Linked DNA regions of Mus musculus: region 1 is linked to region 2. The links are chromatin contacts, called in public HiChIP or PLAC-seq maps. All regions are on one chromosome and are shown on one strand. Each heading gives the region's core, a stretch centred on a gene start, on an enhancer-like site or on the middle of the called end of the contact. The rest is flanking DNA. Distances are from core to core; before and after follow the strand shown. Region 1 has its middle 8.4 kb from the start of Gm32351. Region 2 has its middle 120 kb from the start of Gm32305.

What was found. HiChIP or PLAC-seq counts read pairs in DNA pulled down with a chosen protein or histone mark.
Region 1: a contact with region 2 is called in an H3K4me3 HiChIP or PLAC-seq map of embryonic basal ganglia, with 2.2 times the contacts expected there. The contact joins two enhancer-like sites. A contact is called at or near these places in 1 of 39 promoter capture datasets (hippocampal neurons), 10 of 484 Hi-C or Micro-C datasets (Sertoli cells, arterial endothelial cells, cranial neural crest and 6 more), 14 of 115 datasets of contacts at active chromatin or transcription factors (astrocytes, differentiating embryonic stem cells, embryonic basal ganglia and 7 more) and 3 of 9 other capture datasets (embryonic stem cells, embryonic tail and embryonic trunk).

The regions. Positions count from the first base shown.
Region 1 is chr13:94,707,371-94,715,249 of GRCm38.p6, forward strand. No RefSeq gene overlaps it. Among named protein-coding and RNA genes, the nearest start is that of Gm32351, 8.4 kb to the left of the region's middle. Within about 2 kb of position 3,186, at least 24 of the 459 cell types and tissues checked have an H3K27ac peak or open chromatin away from gene starts, as enhancers often do. A contact at or near this core is called in embryonic basal ganglia, where this site is marked.
Region 2 is chr13:94,571,438-94,579,212 of GRCm38.p6, forward strand. No RefSeq gene overlaps it. Among named protein-coding and RNA genes, the nearest start is that of Gm32305, 120 kb to the right of the region's middle. Within about 2 kb of position 4,689, at least 38 of the 459 cell types and tissues checked have an H3K27ac peak or open chromatin away from gene starts, as enhancers often do. A contact at or near this core is called in embryonic basal ganglia, where this site is marked.

The DNA.
Region 1 (7,879 bases), core at 1,936-4,435, 130 kb after region 2:
CAGGCTCATCCAATCTCAGAGCGACAATCGGCTGCAAAGTGGCTTTAGAGCCTACACGAATGTATGTAATTCCACAATGCAGCTAACAGAATCTCTGTACATAGACACCTGCCCTCGCAGAGAGAGGTGCATGCGCACACTCCTGTTGTAAATATCCAGTTTATGCGCATCCCCACCCGCTGAGGGAGACCCAGATTGCAAGACTGCTCTGCACTCAGAAGCCAAGCCTGCAGCCATCGAGAAGAGTGGCTATCTGGAAGCTAGGAAGTGGGGGACTGGGGGAGATAGGACAATAAAATAGGGCACTAAGCAGAGTGGTTTCCTTCTATAACCCACGGTTGTCCTTGAGGCTTGTTGGTAGTGATGCTGCCACAGGCCGAGTTTCCTACAACTGGATGCTTAAGGAGATTTTGCAGGGCCAAGCTGGAGAGAAGCAGATGAGTGTGTGTGTGTGTGTGTGTGTGTGTGTGTGTGTGTGTGTGTGTGTGTGCCCGGGTGGGTATCCAGTCGCCCACAGACTGGCTTTGCAAAGGGTTGGTAAGAGGCATTGTTCCTAACCGGGCGCGGCTTCACCAGGGGCTGAGATGTGCACGCTGACCTTACCGCGGACCTGGCCTGCAGACAGCTGGCTGCGAAGAAGGAAGCCCTTTGCCCTCGAGCCCTGGTTTCCCTACTCGCCCTCCCCGACCCCCTCTGGGCCAGCGGGCGCCCGCGCCTTACTAATTGCTCGGCTCCCTTCATGCACACATCTCCACTAATTTTACATTTCTCATTCTGCGGGTAGCTGGAAAGCGGCTCAGGGAATACGGTTCCTTCTCTTAGCTACCGCATGAATACAGTGAGTGGTGGCCGTCCAAGCCTCCCTGGCTGGGGGCTTTGGTAAATTAGCAGCTTGGCTGTATAATCAGGCATTCGCCATTGAGGCCACAGTACTGTACCCGCTAACCAGGTGAGATTTCATCATCTAATGGGTTGGGAGGTGTGACCGAGCTGCTAAGTTAGCAATTAAACTTCGCAAGTATCGTTCGATTGTTTTTTTTTTTTTTTTTTTTTTTTTGGACAGGCCACTGCAACGTTACCCCAGCTATTGAAAGAAAAGAAATCCCTTTCCAGAATATATACACAGACGGAAATGATTTTTGTGAAATCCATGGAATGATATAAAGGAAGTATCATGTCTAAACACACCGTTTGGATTCTGTATTCTATAAAATACAGGCTATATAGTTACAGAGTTCTAAATCTGCAGTGGGGGGAGGGGTGGTAGCTAGTTGCTGCAAAGGCAGGGAGGGACTGTGTGCAAAATATTAGATAACATCTAATCTAGGATAGAAAAAAAATCTAGGAAATCAGAGATTCGTCCCTTTTGGGCCTATCGTTTAGATTTATTATTGTACCAAGAACTGGTATCAAAGCAAAAGGGCAAACGGTCTCATAGAAGCCCCCCCCCCCCAGTAGGCAGCTCCTCTGGCTCCTGAGGCCTAAAGCTTTGCCATCTCCTTCTGAAGCTCCAAGGTGTATCCATGTAAGATGGGAAAATGGTTGGTGTGAATTAGAAGGCTCAGGTTCCCAGAAACAATAAACACTCTTGCGCTGGGGACAACACCCTGCGTATGTAGGTATGTGGGTCTGTGTAAGAGAGAAAACAGCACAAGACCTGGCTTCTCCCGAGCCCTAAGAGCTTAAATGGAAACATAACAGAAAATATTATTAGCTTTATCTGCTGACACTAGGGACACGGGTTAAAGTATTTTTCATTTAATTTGATAGTGAATAAGGCACTTACAGTACTTGATGATCTATTGATCAAATAGAAATGAGGTGCCAGCAACACCTCCTTATTTAATCCCCATTCCCACGATTAAAAAACCAAGTGAATTTAGGAAAAAAAAAAAACAATTTGCTCAGTAAGTGTTGTGTTATATAAAGAATAGAAAGAGACCCGTTCTTCCAACCTATAAATCTCTCCTTGGGCTAATATGATTGACTACAGGGCACGTGAACCCCCGCTGAACTGTAAACAGTGTTTTAATGGACAGTAATGGCCCTATGATTTTTAGCTATTGTTCCAAAATGACTACCATGTTTATTGCCATCATTAAAAATGAATTAAAGAGTTATGAAACTCCTCAATAATGAGAACTCCGGCAGTTTATAAGCCCTGTTCTGCTCTTCTCAGTTCACTTAACGGGCTGCATCTGCCCAGAGTGGTGCGGGCTGGGTGACACCCACCAGAGACCACAGTTTAGGGAACCCGGGTGTCCAGAACCTTTCTTTTGTCTGATGAGGGCCCGGAGAACTAAGAGAGAGGGAAGGAAAAGAGGCGGTGATGGGATGAGAGGGAACCCAGAAAGCTCTGCCCTTTCGGGTGTTCCCGGTGAGGAGGTGTGGTGATGGATGACTGTAGGAGCCGGGGACTGGGAGGGGACAAGATTCGCTTCCCTGCAGCAAAATGGCCTCGGTCAGGGTGGTGGTAGGGGTACGGATGGGATCCCGGGGTTGGGGTGGGGGTGACCAGAGGCGTGTTCCTAGCCCTAACCCGGCCGAGGAAGGCGCTGTGGGACCCTGTTAGGGCAGGCTGCAGACCCAGGCGGGGTTGCCTGGTCACTGCCCTGTAGTTCCGCGTGGTGGCGGCCACTGCACCTCCCCGAAGCCGGGGGAGTCGCTGGGGACCGCGCAGGAAAAAGGCTCAGCAAAGTTGCTCGCAGCCGGGGCACTGTTCTCCGAGGGGTCTCTGGCTGGAGTCTGCACGTTTCTCTTTGCATTAGCAAAGCCCAAAGTCATCCAGTTTGCGCTAATCACCACAATTAGTCCTGAATTATCACCGGACTCTGACAGACGTTCCTTGTAACTCTCTTTTATTTCCAACAGCCCTAATCAGCCGCTCTCATTACAAACGCTGATTAAACTGCAAATTATCCAGCAGCGGCCCTGTTCCCGTCTACCAGCAGCTCGTTCAATATCAATTAGGGCCGAACGGCAAAGCCTGCAGCCTCCCAGAGCCTCCAACTGCCTGATAGTGGCACTTATTAGTTTGGAAAACTAGGAAAATACTAATAATCAACAACCAAGGGGAAAGAGGAGGCGACAGAACAAAAGGACGGCAGCAACGCAGCCGTAGGGGCGAGCGCGAGCCGGGTGCTGCGGGCCCAGGTGCGCACCCAGCCGTGCGCGGTGCAGGAAAGGGACCGCTTCGCTGGGAGCGCTGGGTCCCCAGAGCAGCCGGCCGGGTGTGCAGACCGCCAGGGCTATTCACTAAGGCATTGGCTTCGGCTCGCCGAGGACGCTTTTTTGCAAATAATAATCGGATTTGGCTATTTAAAAAAAAAAATCAAAACTTCTAGAACCGCCCTTCATCGAGTGCTCCTGCAATCCGTTTCCAATAAGCTGTTTAGGTTGGTACTTAAAAAACATTGACCTTGTCCCGTAAATAAAGTGGGAGCTGATGACAGTTGATTTTATTTACCTATTCTGTCAAATTAGATTTCCATGGCAAAACGCTGCTCGCATAGGCTGCAGAAAGTGCAGCCCCGCGGCCCCTCCTCGCCTCTGGGGCTGAGGTGTAAAGACAAAGCTACTCCGCGCCTCCTTCCGCGCTACCAGCCTGTGTTCTGCATACCCCCTCCCCCTTTCGCCAGCAGCACCGGTTCCCCACCGGAGAAACTGTTCCCACCCCTCAAAGGCAACCAGGATCTGCTAAGGGGCAGCAATTGTAGATAGGTCCTGGAGGGTTTTTTGGTCACCTAGAGATACTGCAGGCTGGGGCCTAACTGCCATCCCCCGGGCAGGGGCAGGGGCAGGGGCAGGGGCAGGGGCAGGGGCAGGGGCAGGGGCAGGGGCAGGGGCAGGGGCAGGGGCAGGGGCAGGGGCAGGGGCAGGGGCAGGGGCAGGGGCAGGGGCAGGGGCAGGGGCAGGGGCAGGGGCAGGGGCAGGGGCAGGGGCAGGGGCAGGGTCTCTAGAGGCTGTTCTTTCCAACTACTTGAGATACCCGCCCCTTCCCCGCCTCCAAATCGAAAACAGAACAAGAAGAAACTAACTAAAATAAAAACAGGAAGAGACTAGATTGCTTATTTCTCTCTAGATTTGAGGAGTCATACATCACGCAGAATGTGGGTGCCTTTGTCTACACCAAAAAAAAAAAAAAAAACCACCAAAAAAACAAACAAAAACCCTACTTATTTATTCACTGTGGGGCTGAGCACCTTTGACATAAGAGTTCCCTATTAGAGACTGCTTACAATGGCCACCAGGCTTCTGTCTGTTCAATGAAAAGCCCTCGGTTCCTTTTTTTGGCTTTTTCTTGGAGGAACCTTGTTACAATTACACTTCAGAATTAAAACTCAGGCAAGGAGAAGGTTTGCTTCCTTCTTTGAACCTGATCACATCTTTTTCCCCTTTTTGCATTGACTGCCAGGAAGCTCAAAGTTCTATCCCTCACACAAACCTGCTCTGTGAGAAAAATGAGCCTTCCTTGTTTCTTAAAGGCCCAGGTTTTGCCTTTTGGTGGGACAGCACACATCTTCTGGACACTGATGATCTTACCTCAAGATGAGCCACACTTTGAGAAATATAGCACTTTTGCAATTGAAAATACGTGGCTTTTTTTTTTTTTAAGAGCCTTTACAAACTTACCACATATATTTATTTCTGGCAGCTTGTTATCCAAATTATGGGAGAAATTAATAGATTTTTAAATATTTCTGCTTTTTTCCCCATTACTGGTACTGGTACCTGTATTCTCTATAAACTGACAACCATCCCCCTAGGCCAGGATGTCATCTTCTGCCCACATTTCTAAAGTAAGATCCTGGGCAAGTTCTCCCAACAACCAGGCGTTAGTGTCCCCAGAGCCACTCCTGGTATGATCTTCTGGGGCTCCTCCGTTTCCTGTGTAACCCAAAGGCCATTTTCTACAAATTGTGTTCTCTTGACACTTTAGAATGTCTGCTCAGAAGCTAATTTTTCACTTGCTGTTGTGAGCTTGCATATATTCTCAAACTTATCCTATTTAAGAACATGGTATGGAGGTTGACTGAGGATGCAGCTCAGTGGGTAAGGTGCAGAGCAACCATGCACAAAGCCCTGGGGCTGATTTCCAGAAGGCATGAAGAAAGCAAGCTGGTTCTCAAATCTACCAGTGGACTGCTAAGCTGCCCCTTATGCCATTGGGTTGTTGCCAGGTTGGGGGCTACATGGTGGCACACACAGAAGTTTCCGGTCATCCTCTAGCCATAGTGAATTTGAGGCCAGAGTATAGAAACTCTGTCTCAAAACATCAAATAAAAACATACAGTGTGTCAGGTACTTGCTAAAATGTTCTTGTTGCCTCTTCTAACCAGGCAGCCACTGCATGACATAGGCACTGTTGTTGTTGTTGTAAGACTTAGAAAGTAAAGGGCATTTGACTTCCCCAGCTTCTGAGAAGAATGAATTATCCTTTCTGTTCTGCCTTCTCTTCTACTTCCTAGAGTGGGAAATTGGGATAAACATTTGGAGTACCTGATTTTCCAAATCTATAATCTTACCTCAATACACATACGACCCCAAATAACATGGCTTTGATAATGAGACTTTCTACTCTCAAAGCCACATCAAAACAGACTGTTGGTTCTCCCCTTTCTTACTGGGAAGGAGAAGGACCTCCCTCGGGTCGTTCCTCCTGTAGTTAAGCTGACCTGACAGTCACTAGTAGCTGTCCCTGTGCCTAAGGAAGAAAACACAGTTCTCTGAGATCCCCTTCTATAATACAATAGCCTGGGACTCTCAGAACAAAGGACCCCCAGGGACATGAGTAAAACTATTTGCACCTACTCCCATATTTTGGAAAGCAGACTTCTTAACCGAATGATGCCCCCAGCGAGCTTTGCTCAAATTCCTTGATAGAGAGGCTAGCTGGAAAAGCAGGGAGGGGGCACATAAGGGTGTTACATTGTCTGTAATAGATGAAAACATTCCCTTCGTCCCCTTAACAATATTGGTGGGGAAAGGGCTTTCCCCGGATGTCTGAGAGCACAAATTAAAGCCCCAATCTCGATGAGCCAGGCCTTATTTTGGATATTTTAAAATCTGATTTTATGTCCCGTCATGAGAACCTTGAAAAATTACTTCCCATCATGACATTTTAAAAATTGCCTCTTATCAGTGAAACTGGAGAATAAAGATGCTTTTAGCAGTAAAATATGGTACAGGATAGAGCCTGTGTTTAAAAAATACCACTGACAAGGACACGTTACAAAAAAAGAGGAAGGAAAAGAAGGCTGCTGTTGGCAGTGGCACAGTTGATCCTCCTTGCCTGAACCTTTGGTGTGCTGACGCCTAAGAGGCCCTTTCTACTGACATGGTACAGTTAGAGGTTATTGTAACCATCTCAGCAATAGACAGGAACTCAGCTGGAACTGATATGTGTGATCACTGATTGATTACCTGCCTGCCTGATAGTGTGTAGTTGAGTGAACTCATTTCCTTTACAGGACAGAAAAATTCACACAGGAGAAAGTGCAGGTCCTTAAATGACATGGAAATTACTGCTAAGGATACAGTGACGGACGTTTGCACATATATGTGCACCTATATGTCTGCACACGTAGGTGCACCTATTACAGGGATGGGTGTGTCCGCATTTCTAAAAACTCTCAGCTACGGCAGTCCGTATTTACAACGTAGCTAGAGGGATTGTCATTTTTAGCATTGAGAGAGAGAGAGAGAGAGAGAGAGAGAGAGAGAGAGAGAGAGAGAGAGAGAGATTTCTTCCTTCCAAGACATTAAGCTTCAAGTTTCCTTAGACTCCCCAGTCTTCCTATTGCTTTTGACTTTGATCTATAACCATTCTCTCCAAACATGCCCTTCTGGGTGGGGACTCTTCTGTTCCCCTTTGCTGTGCTATCTGCTTCCTCGGACACCTGAATGCTTCAGGATTAAGAATGTCTTTTTCATCTTCTTATCCCAGGAGCTGGGAATAATAGTAATGACTGTTCCACCAGAGTCTGCTGAAGTGAACAGCGACACTGTATGCCATGGCTTTGTAGGGAGAAGCTTGCTTCTGTGAGGTGGTTCATCTTAATGGGGTGCACACAGGAAGGACTAGCCTGGTGTCAGAAGACAGTTGCACGTGACAGGGCTTGGTTCCATTCTCCATGACACCTCCTGAGAGGAAGATGAGGCTAGACTTGAAATACAATTGGTTCTCCTTGTTCTTGACTGGAAGATCTGCCTCAGTTGGTCTTTCTGGGGTTTGTCTGATGATCATGTTGGCTACCCATAATCCATCATGTTGGTCACTCCATCTCAGGGCAGGTGACATAGCTACCTAGTGTACAATGTCCTATGTGTTTGCTTATGTCCTCATTCGCCATGATCAATTTTTCTACCCAAAGCAAGATGTTTTCGTAACCAACTCCCTGACAATGGCTGCAGAATACCCCACCCTAATTATTATTTCTCCAAACCCAGTTATTTTGATTCTCTAGTGTACCCAGGAGTAGCAAGTAGGGCCTTGTCTGTAGGATCATGGAGTCCATTGAGATGGGATGAAAGTCACAGACCTGCTGGTCAGAAAAACTCACATGTGCACACTCAGAGAAATTATACATACAGTTTTGTAGATACACATACCGGTTTGTAGATCCACCAAAAGCCCAAGCTAAAAAAATCTCTTCTTCAGAGATAGGCCCAGAGTCTTTGTTTATTCCGGGACATTTTGACAGAGCTAAAGTGTCTCCCACCCCAAACTACTCAACAAAAGCAGTGGCTGAGTTAAATTTTCTCAATTTCTCATTTTCTTAAATCCCTTCAAAAGCCAGGCAGAACTCCTGTGTGCCGATCTTTCTCTCCTGAGCACCATTGTGTGCATCCATCCACACAGGGTTCTTCCTTCTGGTCA
Region 2 (7,775 bases), core at 3,439-5,938:
GGAGCTGAAGGGGTTTGCAGCCCCGTAGGAAGAACAACAATATGAACTAACCAGTACCTCCAGAGCTCCTTGGAACTATACCACCAATCAAAGAAAACACGTGGTGGGACTTGTGGCTCTGGCTGCATATGTAGCAGAGGATGGCCTAGTTGGTCATCAATGGGAGGAGAGGCCCTAGATCCTGTGAAGGTTCCATGTCCTAGTACAGGGGAATGCCAGGACCAGGAATGGGAGTGGGTGGGTTGGGGAGCAGATGGAAGGGGGGAGGAGATAGGGGATTTTCAGAGGGGAAACTAGGAAAGGGGTAACATTTGACATGTAAATAAAGAAAATATCTAATAGAAAAGAAAAGACAACACCAGAAGAGGTTGAAAAAAAAAAAAAAAACCTTCATACAAAAAGCAGTGTTGACGAATGTGGCAGGGAGTCATTCTTCCCCTTGCCTAGCCCCTCCTCTCTTCCTCAAATGCATCCCCAAGGGCCTGTGGCAGTTTCAAAGAGGCATGGTGGCTACCATCCATGATGGGAATTCGGGGGTCTGCTAGCAGTGAGAAAAGGCAGAAACTGAAGTCCAAAACCACCAACCTGGAGGTTGGGAGAACCAGGCCGTCTGGGTCTGACTTTATACTGTAAACCAATTAATTACACAGACGTTCTTCTGCATGTTATTTTCTGAGTCATTTTGTCTGTGTAGTCCTGTGAACGTCTGCTTACTAGCTGGTGCAGTCAATGTGCGTGTTTGCGCGTGTGTGCATGCGCACACCCGCCCTCAAGTACCTAGACCCTCATCTGAGTGTAGCTCGGTGATAGAGCACTTGTTTAACCTGGGCAAGGCCACAGGTTCAGACTCTATCTAGCACTTAAGAAAGAAAAAGAGAGGGAGGGAGGGAGGGAGAGGGGAAGAGAGAGAGAGGGGGAGAGGGAGAGAGAGAGAAATTGTCTTTTACAGCTTTAGAGAAACAGGCACCTCAAAGGTTAGGTTTAAATACAGTGCATAAGCTCCCAGTCGGCTCATTTATGTCAGGCCTGAGACTGCGTCTGCCTCATGGGTGCTCGGAGCAAATCATCTCAAACATCTTGCCTCTCTCTGCTCAGCAGCATGGGGTGGGGTCGGATAGGAAGCATAATGGTGAGAGGGGGTGCTTTTCCTCAGCTTGTATCTGATTCTGTTCACTAGAACAGCAGTTTCTCAACCCACTCTTTTCAGAGCTGTGTGAGTAGGGCTCTTGTCTTACGGTCTGGCCATCATCTCCATGGACAATGGATGAGAACTGTTAAGACCGTAACTGTGTAAGCAATGGCTGTGGGCCCCAGCCTAACCAAGTCACTTCTACCAACCCATCTAAGGCTCAGGGGACATTGTGGAAGAGGCAGCAGGAAGTATGTAAGAGCCAGAGATGGGAGGGGGGCTACAAAAGCCCATTCCTTACACTAGACTACAACCATGAACACATCAACTGTAGTTACCTGTGCTGAGCCCATACAAGACCAGCCCTACCTGCTCAGTCAAGGGAAGGGGAAGGCCTCACAGGACCCAAGTCCTCACTTCTGGACTACTGGCTATTAATAGAGTCTGGGTTAGGAGGAACTACTGCTGTCTTTAGTCATATGCCCTCTTCTGAGCCCACCTTGTTCCAGTGGTCACACAGATGGCCCGGGTTAAACTCAGTGGTTCACAAAGCAAAATGAATAGACACCAGCTTGATAGATTTGTAGGAGGGGAAAAGGGCAGACGTAGTGAGGTATGAGTGGTGAATGTAAGAATCCATATGTGGAAACGTAAAAACTAATAGTTTTTCTGAGACAGTATATCTATCCATCAATCTATCTACCTACCTACCTATCTATATGTATGTGTGTATATATATATTTATCTGTATATGTATTTACTGTCCTAAATGTATATATGTGTACATATTCATATGTATATATGAATTAAAAAGATGTAACCTACAAAATGTTAAAGTCGGCCATGGCAGAGCAGTGGAGAAAGGGTGAATGAAGGCAGACCCTCAGTCTAGTGTACCCCACTTGCTGGTGAGCTCGCTTTCTTATGCATCTTTATCTTTGGCTATGAACTGTGTATGGTAGGAGGAGTGGTTGCCAGGAGACGGTGCTGCCAGCGGTGAGGGCGAGCTGCTGGAGAGGATGCTGAAAAACCCAGTATCCTTCCAGCGCCTGTCTGAGTTCTGAGCTTTTTAAAACCAGAAGCTAGTGTGAAGGGCCTCACACAGAATCACGTCACCCTCCCACGGTGCTCTTCCCTTGGCCCCAGTGTCTTCATGGGCCTCAGGCTTCATCAAGACTACCCAGCCTAAATACCAATATTTTGTAAACAAAGTTATGGACAGCTCAGATTTCTAATTGAAAGTAATCATGATTTCTATGTGGTGGTGTAATTACCTAAAAAAAATGTTATTTGATGATTAAGATTCTGGAGTGAATTGTGTTCTCTGGGCTTCCGCTCCGTTCCCCCATCAGGGACCTGGTTTCAGTGGAGTGCAGCTGTTGGAGTTGATTTACAGAGCTGCGGCTGTGGCTGGTCATAAATAAATCCTCTTATATAGTTGTTATGAACACCTGTTAGATCATCTGTCAGCAAAGAGCTGTTCACATTTATCATGGTGCAGTAGTTATTTTACCCCAATCCATTTCCAGCGGGCTCAGGCTCCATCACAGGGTTACTATCACCACACATAATCGCTCGTTCCCGCTCCATGTTACAACTTGCAGATAAAAGATTTCACTACTTGGCCAAATTTCATAAATAAAGGAGCAGTTCAGTGCAGTAAAAGTTTATTTTTGTCATCATTTGTCACCCCATTATTCTATAAATCAAGTGGAATAGCACTGTTGCCAGCTCAGGCGTTGCTGTCAGCCTTAGGCATGGAAATGGCCCGTTTCTTCCTTTTAGATGAGATGACATGTCTTTCAGACTTAACTGGCTTATGGCTTTGTTTCACCCATTTTATTTTATTATCCCTTCAGAGGGATCCTTGGGGAACAGAGAGACTTATGGAGTGAGATGGAAACAGAAAATAGAGTAAAACACCGTGCTTAGTGGACGGATGGGCACCCCACCTCCTCCGCTCATTAGAAACTTGACCAGACCCCACACTCCCTTGCCGTGTACCCGGCTGCAGATGCACTTCACAAACTTGTAAGCGTTGGGTAAACTCTTATTTTGGAAAGGTCATTACCACACGGAGTTACAGATAATGAGACAGCCTATGTGTGTCCTTGGAGATCTCTCGCTTTGACAGACTTTATGCAAAGAAAAGACTTACAGGTTTGTTTTCCAGAATTCATCTGAAGCTCTAAAATGGAACAGCCCTACCCCTGGAGTCCTGTCAGCTTTGGCATGCTGGAAGAAGGCCGCATTTACTAGCAAGATGGAAGCTAGCTCAGGCCTGAGTTTGAAGAAGGAAGTGCCCCTGAGTTAGAGGGGGAGGCCAGGGAGGCTGGAGGGTTGGGGTAAAGATAGAGAAGGGTTTATAGTTGAGACTTGTGAGTTGGTTCTAATTCCAGGTACAGTCTCCATAGTCATTATGTAACTCATAAATTCAATAGAGTGTTTTACTGATTCTATAAAAGTGACAGGAGGGGGGTTTTATGCTGTAAGTTTCCTTAGTAGCTCTTCCTGTTTTATGTTGAAGTTCTCAGGCCATTATGTCATTAAACTCCTTGGAGTCTGAAGGGCTTGAGGCCCCCATGTCTTTCCTCTGCACACTTGACCAGAACAAATGTCAACCCGGGCTGGCACAGGTCACCATATACCAAGAGCCAGTGGCTAAAGAGCCCGGAGGCCAAGGTGGTTGGAATCTGATGTTTCCTGAGATGTAGCTTAGATCTGTTCAGATGTCTAGCACAGAGCAGACCCGTCTGGAGTTGGAGGGAAGGTTTAGGTAGTGGACTCAGGCAGTGCCAGAATTCATGTTAGAAAGTCCTTTAACTCAGGGGGAAGGACCTGCTGGTTGGACCTGCTGGAGCCCGAGGACCTGGGACGTCTCTGCATTCAAGAGCAGCAGTGTGGACCGTTGGATTCTTTGCCATCACCCACTCCAAGTCTGCTTAGTAAAGTTCTAAGCAGATTCAAAGTTGGGAGCTTAGGGAGTTGGGCTAGCTATTGGTTTTGAAAGGAAATGCCCGACCTGGCTCTCTCCTGTCTGTCTGCAAGGGGTGAAGGAGGCTTCTGCTCCAGGAAACTTTGCTCCCTCCAGATGTTTGTTCCAGAATTTCCACATGGAAGCAGCAACTACTAATTCCCTGGCCAGAGTGCCCGGAGGCCTTAATCTAAAGCCTCGCATCCCGCCAGCTGTCTGGCACTTGCTATTATAGGGCACCAACAGAGAAATGAGGCTGTGGCTTTATCAATGCACCCTGGGTGACAACTTGATTTTCTGCTTTCACCGCAGGCAGCGGCAGCCCAACATGATGGGGCTGTTAATTTGTGCATTTCATGGTGTCTGTCAGGGGGTCTGGGGGAGGAAGGCTTCAGGGGGGAAGAGAATGGAGCATGGCCCAGCCGAGGAAGCACCTGTCTGCATTGACGGCACAGAGCACTTCTTATTAGCGTGCAGGTCTCTAAATGCAGCCCTGGGATGACAGCCTGGCATCCCAGCACCCACACACTGTGACAGGCGCCGGCAGCCGGTCCCATTGTTTGCCCTTGATGAGCATGTCATTAATGGAAATGGAAGAAAGTAAGGACCGCATCAGAATTCAAATAGCCTCTATTCTCTCTGCCATTCACCCGGCCGCTCAGCCTGCTGCAGATTTCCTTCTGCGAGCCCCACTCTTAGACCCCCCTTTTTAAAAAACAGATTTATTCCCATCCCAGACAAATCCTTTCCATGTTGTTGCTGGTTTCTTCCAATCCCGTGTTTACACCCACCTCTTTAGACTGGATTTAGGACGATCAAAGGAGGCTTGGGTTCTAGTGTCTTGCAAAGGTCTAATTAGCAAAATGCATGCTCTTTGCAGCCAAGAAAATGCAAGTTGCCACTTTTGAAACCCATGTGTCTCCCTGAATGAGAGTGAACCCATGTGAGTCCTGAATCTCCACCAGGAAGGTTCCCACTGCTGCCCAAGCAGTGTCTCCTGGATCGGGGGGGGGGGGGGGGGGGCGGGGGAGGGGAGGCAGGCCTCTGGCATGGCCTGCCTAGAAGACAGTAGTAGTTTCTCTTCTGAAGCGTATAGCAAGTGAAGGGAAGCGGCTGGTAGGTAGCTCACTTGGTTGGCAAGAGCCCTGCTTCACACGACCCGGCTGTTCACAGCGAGGCGGAGAGTGGCTGGATTCTGAGCGCATGTTTCCATCCTTCAGACCTGTGTTGCTCTGTTTGCTTAATAATGTAATTAGTGCTCAGGGGGAGAATATCGACGCCGCCAGCAGTTACTGCTCCTCCATGCATACCCAGGCCGGCCCTGCTGCCCGGCTTGGCTTTCCCAGTCACCTGGCTTTGAACTCTCAGCTGTGTGCCCCTCCTACCTTCCTACACCCCAGAAACTCTTCAACAACCCACCTCCACGCGCATCCCACACAGCCTAGCTCCGCGCAGCTTACACATTCAGGTGGAATGGCCTCGACAGCAGCTGTTAAACCACCCTGCGTTCTCTCTGACCTTTCAGTAATGACAGGTCAGCAGAGCGGCTTACAGTGTCCCCTCTCTGACATTAATCTGTCAGCGGTGTCCTCTTCCTAGTGTTAATCTGTCAGTGCCTTGGGCTGGAACTCCCCAAGATTCCACTGTCTTGGAAGCTGGTCTGTCAACAATCCTGCAACTCTGTTACCAGCTTTGAAATGGGCCTGGGGTGAGGCCCCAGTCCCACCAGGCCCCTCCTTAGCCTAGGTGGGGATGAAGAAAGGTGATCTTACTCAGCTCTTTGCTCCTTTGCATTGTGTGTTGCACTGGGGTTGTCAGAGGCGCCATGCCCATGTATGGCCTCCATGGCAAGGTCAGCATGCAGTGCAGCATGCAGTGGTCTCATGCACAATCCAAATCCCCACCCCACTGCAGTGGACCTGGGAACAGATGCTTACGTGTTTATCTGGCAGAATCCCCCATCCCTTCTCCATAAGAAGCCCAGAGGGGTGATTATAGTTTAAAAAGTCAAGTCATAAATCGGGCTTTTTCTACTCCGTTGCTTTGCAGCAGGAGGAATCCACAGAGGGTATTTAAAAGGAAAAGGGGGGGGGGAAGAAGGGGAACCAACACTTTAGAGTTAGTGCTGCTGATTGGAAACAAATTTCACATTTGATTAATTATTAAGGGGGCCTGTTTAATAAAATATAGAGTGTTTTTGTCTCTCTGCAGTCGTTAGCATGACCTGGGGCCCCTGGTTTGGAGGTGAACAGAAAGCTATTGAGGTACAACAATAAATTTTGTCCCCAAGGGTTTTTTGCAGAAGTGGCCACAGGCCCATCCTGACAGATTTAAGACAGACATCCCTCTGCTGACAATGAGTGGCTCAACTGCAGTGCCTTCCCTTGGTGAGTCCCAGTTACCAGCCTCAAGCAGATATACAAATAGAAACGGATTCATTGACCTCCGAACAAGCTGATTCTCTACTTTCTTCAGAAGATGATTTCCCTAAAAGGAACCCCTCCAGAACTTAGTGTTCTTGATGGCTTGCTGGTTTCCAAAGCAGAAAGTCATCCAGGGATTTCATTCACTAAATACACCACTTTGAAAGCCCCACACAACCCTTCCTCTGACTCTTACTTGAATTTCACTGGGACTATCAAGGTCTATGAGGAAATACCCTGTTAGAAAGAATTGGTTTTTTTTTCTACTGCCTGAATAAAAATTGTAGTTTTATCTATAAGGTTATCTATATTGGGCCTCTTTATTGGCTACATGAACTCAAACTCATTTAAAGACAGTGCCATTTAATTAGCAGGAATGTATACACTAAGATAACTTGAGTAAGCATTCAGAGGTTGAATTTGTTCTGTTTCCCACTCTGTCTTATGCTGTGCAGGCATGATGGAGGAAGAAGTCAGACGGGCACGTGTCTGCCTGGTGCTGCTCTGTGGCCTTCCATCATGTCTGCCTACCTTTGCAAGCATCTTGCCTGGCACTTCCGTGGAATGTTCCTCTGGGTAAGGCAGCATGGAACACCACCTCCAGTTTCTTTCTGACATTTGATGGGAAAGGACAGGCTCTCCCCTATGTGGGGCCTGTATGGAAGTCACAGGCTGTCCCCAGAGGTGCAGATACAAGTCACAGTCACATGCCTTCAATCCAGACCTACACCGGGTAGACCTATAGCTTGACCATCCCATCATGGCCACATATTTTGAAAGTGGAATCATAGAACATTCTGGAAGGAATTTTATAGCTATCCATTTGCAGCATGGAAAAAACATTGCAAGGCTGAGATGAAGTGAGAGAAGACACCTTGTTCTTCAAGCAGTTCCCAGTCTCCACCCCTAGCCATACGCTGGAAAGAGCCCAGTGGAAGGCCACATAGCCTCAAACTCTATTCCCATTCTTTCTGGCCTTTGTGGGGACCACCACTGGACCAAAATAAGAACATGGTATTTTTCCCTCTGAAGCCCCAGAAATCAGGAAAATATATAAGAATTCCGCATGTGAGAAGGAAGAAAATATTGAAAGCACTAGTCCTTTTATTGTTTATCTTACACTTCTCAGATATATTTTGTATGCAGCTAATATGTTGGTACCGAACAGCCATAAATATTCAAGCATAACTAGTGAGCCATGTATGTAATTAGTAATACACTATAAGTCATAATTCAGGTTAAAGTAGAC